Linked DNA regions of Danio rerio: region 2 is linked to region 1. Evidence: chromatin contacts called from public Hi-C data. All regions are on one chromosome and are shown on one strand. Each heading gives the region's core, a stretch centred on a gene start, on an enhancer-like site or on the middle of the called end of the contact. The rest is flanking DNA. Distances are from core to core; before and after follow the strand shown. Region 1 overlaps si:dkey-250d21.1. Region 2 overlaps uvrag (UV radiation resistance associated gene).

The links. Hi-C and Micro-C count contacts between places; a contact is called where the count stands out from the background.
Region 2: a Hi-C map of embryo shows a contact between it and region 1, with 1.9 times the contacts expected there. The contact joins two enhancer-like sites.

The regions. Positions count from the first base shown.
Region 1 is chr10:37,081,211-37,084,420 of GRCz12tu, reverse strand. It overlaps si:dkey-250d21.1, which reads right to left. Exons shown (of 14, transcript XM_002663575.8): 14 at 2,568-3,210. It also overlaps a transcript of lhfpl6 not described here. Among named protein-coding and RNA genes, the nearest start is that of si:dkey-250d21.1, 18 kb to the right of the region's middle. Within about 2 kb of position 1,775, at least 9 of the 62 cell types and tissues checked have an H3K27ac peak or open chromatin away from gene starts, as enhancers often do.
Region 2 is chr10:37,320,313-37,323,522 of GRCz12tu, reverse strand. All of the region lies in intron 13 of uvrag (UV radiation resistance associated gene), which reads left to right. Among named protein-coding and RNA genes, the nearest start is that of uvrag, 170 kb to the left of the region's middle. Within about 2 kb of position 1,677, at least 7 of the 62 cell types and tissues checked have an H3K27ac peak or open chromatin away from gene starts, as enhancers often do.

The DNA.
Region 1 (3,210 bases), core at 526-3,025:
TCAGACATAATCCTGTCTGCAAACAGCGCTGGCCAGCCGACAGAGGAGACGGATCCGTTTGCTCTGTGGATCAGCATGGGGAACACGAAGAGATAGCTCTTTCACACCAAGCTGAGCAGACACAATCAGACTCTTGTTCAGAGAGAAGGCAGAGGGCAGCTCTGTATCGGCCTACAGACAGAGCATACATGAGCCCTCTTCAGTGTGATCAGAGCAGAGGATGCTCCAGATGAACACACCAAGCGAAACAACGTTCAGACTGAGTGCTTTTGGACATGAGAGAGAGAGAGGAAATGCACTATTCTCAGATAGCGGATCGCAAGAAAATAAAGTATCTCAGTATTTCAGCTGCTGTTAATGGCTCCTGAGGTATTAAGGCTCCTGTTATTAGCCTGGAAAAGGCTTACAAAACAATGTGTGTGTGTGTATATATATGTATGTATATATATATATATATATATATATATATATATATATATATATATATATATATATATATATATACATATATATATATATACGTGTATATATATATATATATATATATATACATATATATATATATATACATATATATATATATATACATATATATATATATATGTATATATATATATATATATATATACATATATATATATATATACATATATATATATATACATATATATATATATATATATACATATATATATATATATATATATATATATATATATATATACATATATATATATATACATATATATATATATATACATATATATATATATATATATATATATATATATATATATATATATATATATATATATACATATATATATATATATATATATAAGTGATCTTTGTGTAATATGTTCATTGTAAACTGTTTAAGTTGGACTTACATGGCCTTTTTAAGTTAAAGAAAAAAATGAACAATAATAGTACTGTATTTATAAAGAGCAGGTTGCAACTGATTTGCTAGCTATTTAAGTCGGATATGTCTTCCGATCTACAGTAAAGTAGCTAAAAGTAACAAAAATAGAAACTCACCTGACACTGAGTGTTGCAACTTTTTTTCTTCATTTGAATTTAAGGGGGGGCTAAAGATGAGAAAAATGAGTTAAATATTTAAATACTGTATATAACATTGTGCACAATGAGTATAACAAAACATTCACAACAATCTGGCCAGAAGATCACACAGATGATAATTTATTTCTTGTGGAAAATAGGGAGAAAATCAAAACCACCATGGTATGCAAAATGCATTTGTCGATGAAAGACGGACAAGGACTTGGCTTGTCAGGGCATTATCCAATGCCGCATCAAAAAATCCTTTGGGAAGCAATTGTTTTTGGGATAGACATGTGTTGCGCTATTGTCTAACCACTCTTTACCAATTAACAACAGAAAAGGATAAGAGTATGAATGCATTTGAACAAAATGGTTTGATTAAGAGTTGATTCTTTAAAAAAAAAAAAAAACGACATATTTGTCTTGGAGTAAACTTAGGCCCTTGGCGGAAACTTGAAAGTCCTACTCTATGGCGAAAAGAAATAAAAATCAAGTATCTTGCATTCTTAAAGAAATAGTCTTCATTGATTTCAGACCACTACTCTACTACTTTCTTTGGACGGCAAGTCATAGTCATCTTGACTCTGTCATCCTGCCACAATAAAGTGATAAACAAGGGCTTGATTGATTTGTAGTTGCAATTACTGTGACGTTGTCTGTTAATAGCTTTATGTTCCTGGCTTTTCAACCACATCTACTGCCGCTCTCACAAGATATGACCCTAAAAGGTCAAAAGCTCTAGTCCCCAAGGGTGAATCATAGGTCCAAGGTTACATGGAAATGAGAGACTGATTGCTTCTCAACGACATTTCAAATTCTACTCCTGAAAACAATATTCTGTGATGGATCTGCAGTCCATGAACCAAGGGGTTAAAGAATGACTGCAAATCATCAACAGGCTACAGGGGGCCAAAGCTACTTTTTGAAAAGCCTAAACTCTTTTTTTAAAAAGCATTATAAAGTGGAGACATTAATCATTAACTACGTTGACTTAGTGGGAGAGTAGAGGAAACCGGCAGGAAGTAGTGAACAGAAACAAGATTTTTCTTAGTTTAAAGAAAGAAAAAATGGCAAAGGATAAATCAGTACGCATTAAAGAACTAAAATCTACCTAAGTAAGGTACTAAATAAATAAGGACAATGACATGAGATGTTAGACAACAACCACAAAATTGTTAAATATTATACCATTAACAATGGAGTGAGTGGCTATTATTAAATAAAACAATAATGAACCTGCCAGCATTACATTCATGGCATTGGAGAAAATGAAACAAAATCTAATCAATCACTAATTAATAAATTTCAAAGACATTTTTCTTGATTTATAGTGACTAAATGAATCTTCTTGTTAAATTAGTGGAGGTAAAAATCCTAGTGCAAAAATGGATGAACCATTACTTACTAACAAGTACTCCCAAAACTGGGAAAGGCATACACTGCCATCTTGTGAACACCCTTAAACATTACAGCGTCAGACAAAAACTTTAAAATAAATGCATGGCTTATTTTCAACAATTTTGTTTATTTTAGTCAAATATATATGAATGCTTCCTTCATGAGGAGGGCTTATGGGAGAAATGTTTACAGAAAAATCCATTGATCTAAATAAAACTGCAAACAAATCAACCATTGTAACACATAATGATACAGAGACAGACTCGTTTTTTGTTTGTGCCATGGGATGACATTGTGACAATATAACACAACCAGCGTAATTCATTGTGATGAACTTCCCCCCCAATGCATTTTAGAGGATTTACGTGATTTGAAGTCTTTAAAAGTTCCTGAAGATATTCGGAAATTTCCAAAAAGTCTGGGGTGAAAATGTCCATCCAGACTTTTTGTCTCTTGATTTAAAGACTTATGTAGGGTTTTTGCATAAAGGCACAAAGCAGTAAGAGCCCACAAGGGCATCCTATTCTCTCTCTTTCTTTCTTTTTTTTTTTTTTTTTTGGCAAGACATTGGTCCCAATTGGCAGTCCTCTTTTTTCATGCCACATATGTAAAAGGAAAAACAGATAATAATAAAAAAAGACAAAACACCAATAAAACAATCATGTGATTATACTTAAAGTGTACAGGTCTAATTTGTAATCATTAACTAATAAAACAAACATACTGAAACCTACAGTCAGATGTGATCTA
Region 2 (3,210 bases), core at 428-2,927, 240 kb before region 1:
ATGGCTTTAGAAAAGTGTCTTAAAGTATTTAAAAAAATTAATTTTGAAAATGACCTTATTCTCTCAGTAACATCTCAAGATTTATACTTTTGTGTCAAGTGTACGTGTAAGCTCTGCTGCAGCCTTCGCACGGTTGCATAAAAAAAGTAACTACACATCACAATGAAGTGTAGCGCAAGCTTTGTGATTGGCTGGCTTGGTAGCGCTGAAAAGTGTTGGCGGAATCAAGAGACGCACGAACCCGTTGGAGCGATGGTTTACAAACGTTAAGTCCTGTGAAGGAGCTTCAGATGGAAAGTTTTATTTTGTGTTTACCTTATGAATAAAGTTGTTGCACGTCCGCCGGTTCCCACCTCAGAATTAGCGAGTTTTACCTACTTGTACATTAAGGTAGCGTTGAGAAAAAGCAAAACACCAGTAAAGAAACTCGACAAAGGAACATAAAAACCTCACTGCCAGCTAGCGTTTTGAAAGTGTTATTGCAAAGCAACACAAACAGCACTTGAAATTATAAATGCACGTGGTTCACGCTGATCACTCAACACTAAAGTATAAACCAGCCTTCAGTCATTTAAGTAGCAAAATTTAACCCATAAGCTAGCAAAATGAGTAGGAAACAGACATCTTTGGAAAATTTCTTTATGAAGGGAAAAAGGCCTAGTGAAAGGCCTATGAATTGCCAAGAAATGGATCCGCAACCCATTGTGGCGTCTTTTTCGTGTGTAAGTTCATTATTTCAAATGGAGGTGCGTGGCTTGTGTTCGCATATTAGGAACGACTTTATCACGTTTTCCAGGCGCACCCAGTTGAAAACATCTCAAATTTTCGGAATGCTACGAATCACATGACAAGAATTGACCAATCAGCTTCGTACTTTGTATGGAATATACATATTACGGTAGATTACGTCACACTGTTTACCTCAGACAAACACAGAACACCCAAACACCGCAGTGCCTTTTAATTTTCTCCGTAAATAAAACTTAAAGTTGCATCAATGTTTTGTCAGCTTGTCGTCCTATGAGAAAACGGTTAATGGTTGCCTAGCATCTATGTAAATCCAACTTTCTTCTAACCCTCACCCCCCTTGTGTTGACCGATTCGTGGTGATAAAAAGCTTGGGGACCTCTGCTTTAAAAGATTTTAAATATTGTACACAGGTTTTATGATCCGCACGCATATCATTTTGATGCTCAAAAGCCTCAGTCCACATTGGTACAAAAAGCAAGGAATAGTTTGATGGAAAACAATTATCTAATATTTTCTTAGTGCTCCAAGTAAGAATAACAGCTTTCTAACAGAGAAGTAACAGCTTTGGAAAGAGATTAGAGCGAGTAAACACTGACAGGACAAAAATACATAAATTGGCCTTAAGACAGAGCCCTGAGGCACACCAGATTTTTCCTCCAGCTTTAGATAAATTTTTAACTCTCTTCCTCTCTCCATTTCTTGCACATTTGTCTGTCAATGGATTCTGAAATGGCTAGTGTTTCCTGGATGTCCATGTGGGTCTTCCATATGAGCTTTTGGATGCGCGTAAAGCTCAGAAACAGCGGCCTACTCTTAGTACCGGGACTTCAGCCAACCCGCCGTGATTTACGAGTATATCTGGGGCTGTTGTTTTGTCTGTCATTGTCCTCCTGGTAACCCATTCAGTGTTTCTAAGCGAGGAAAGGGGGACAGATGGAAAGAGGGAGTATAAACTGAGAGCTACAGGGAGAGCGCAGGACCGTTAGCACTCGCCACCTTCACTTGCTCCTGGTTTTATAAGCATACCTCTGGCTAGCCTCCTATGGCTTTATGAAACACTTAAATGGCTGTAATTGAATTTCCACGGTTTTAGGTCGGCAGCAAGGGGTTCGCCTCACACCGCAAAAAGGAGAGAGAGCCACTAAATATATATGTGCCAGAAAAGGTAGTCCCCAGTCTCCAGTGGCCCACTAACGATGCGGGTGTGTCTGCATGTGTTTGTATGTTTGTTTACTGCTCTATGGAAAAAGGGAAAGCCTACAAACAGATGAAGGGTTTCCCTTGAGCCTCGAGTCTAACCAAGAGCCAGAAATTTGTTCCAAGAAGAGCCAATTCTATATCATCTGGTAGTTTGGTATTCCCTGCACCTTTTTTGGAAGCATAACTTGAATTTATGATCTTTTTGGTGAAAAAGCTAGACGTCTAAATCTGAAAATATATGATCTTGGGGTGAATACATATCATACCTTAAGCTTCCTACACTAGACTCCAGGTTTTTCAGGAACATGTTCTTTTGAAACCATCCAGTCTACGCCTGCCAAGTCCTTAGCTCCGCTGACAAGAGCTCTTTACCAAATAAAAATGAAAAAATGTTCTCACAGATGCAAAAAAGAGAGTTGGCGGACAATCATCGTCAATGACTTAATAGGTGGGCTACTGTTTCCAGCTGCTTTTAAATTTAGAGTTGTTTTCTGTGGTGTAAAGTCTCCATTGGCTCTCTTTGCACTTTTCCAACGAAGCGTTCCTTTTTCATATAATCGATAACCTCTGCAGCCTCTTAAAAATCATGTTTTTAACAAAGTTTTCATAATGACTGACAAATGGCGTGCTGGAATAAAGAAAACAAGACATAAGTGGAGAAGTCGTCATGTAGTCTGCGAGGGGTTTATTAAGTTCCTGTTATTCTCCAACTGTGTTTTGAGTTGTCATCTTATCAAGACAGTGTGGTGACGTAAAGCTGGCTGCCATTTTTCAGAGCTGTCATTTGTCTCGCTGCATGAACAAAGAGACTGCGGCAAAGCTGGGGCCTCTGTTTCACAAGGATTTTACAATGAAAATCTGTTTCAAAACTAATGTTTATTGATTCACATAACAAAATCGAGTTTATTCACACTCAGTGGTACAACTGACCCCACAAACACACTACTGAGTTTACAAATTGCCATCTTGTGGCCTGGCCAGTGTATTTCACATGTTTGGTTCCATTGTACATAAATAAAAAGGATTTTGTTAGCATTTCTTCACTCTCATGTTGTGCCAATCCTGTTTTTCTTTCTTACTGAACAGAAAGAAATGAAGAGTGCATGTTGTCCATCCACTCAGTGGGATTCTGTCAGTGGATAAAAGCTGTCCTTCAATATATATTCTATTGATTTCCACAGATTAAAGGCTCCTACACACCGGGACGCTTTTCATTTGCGTTTATCGGCAACGTTTTACGAGACGTTTCTCCGCATTCAA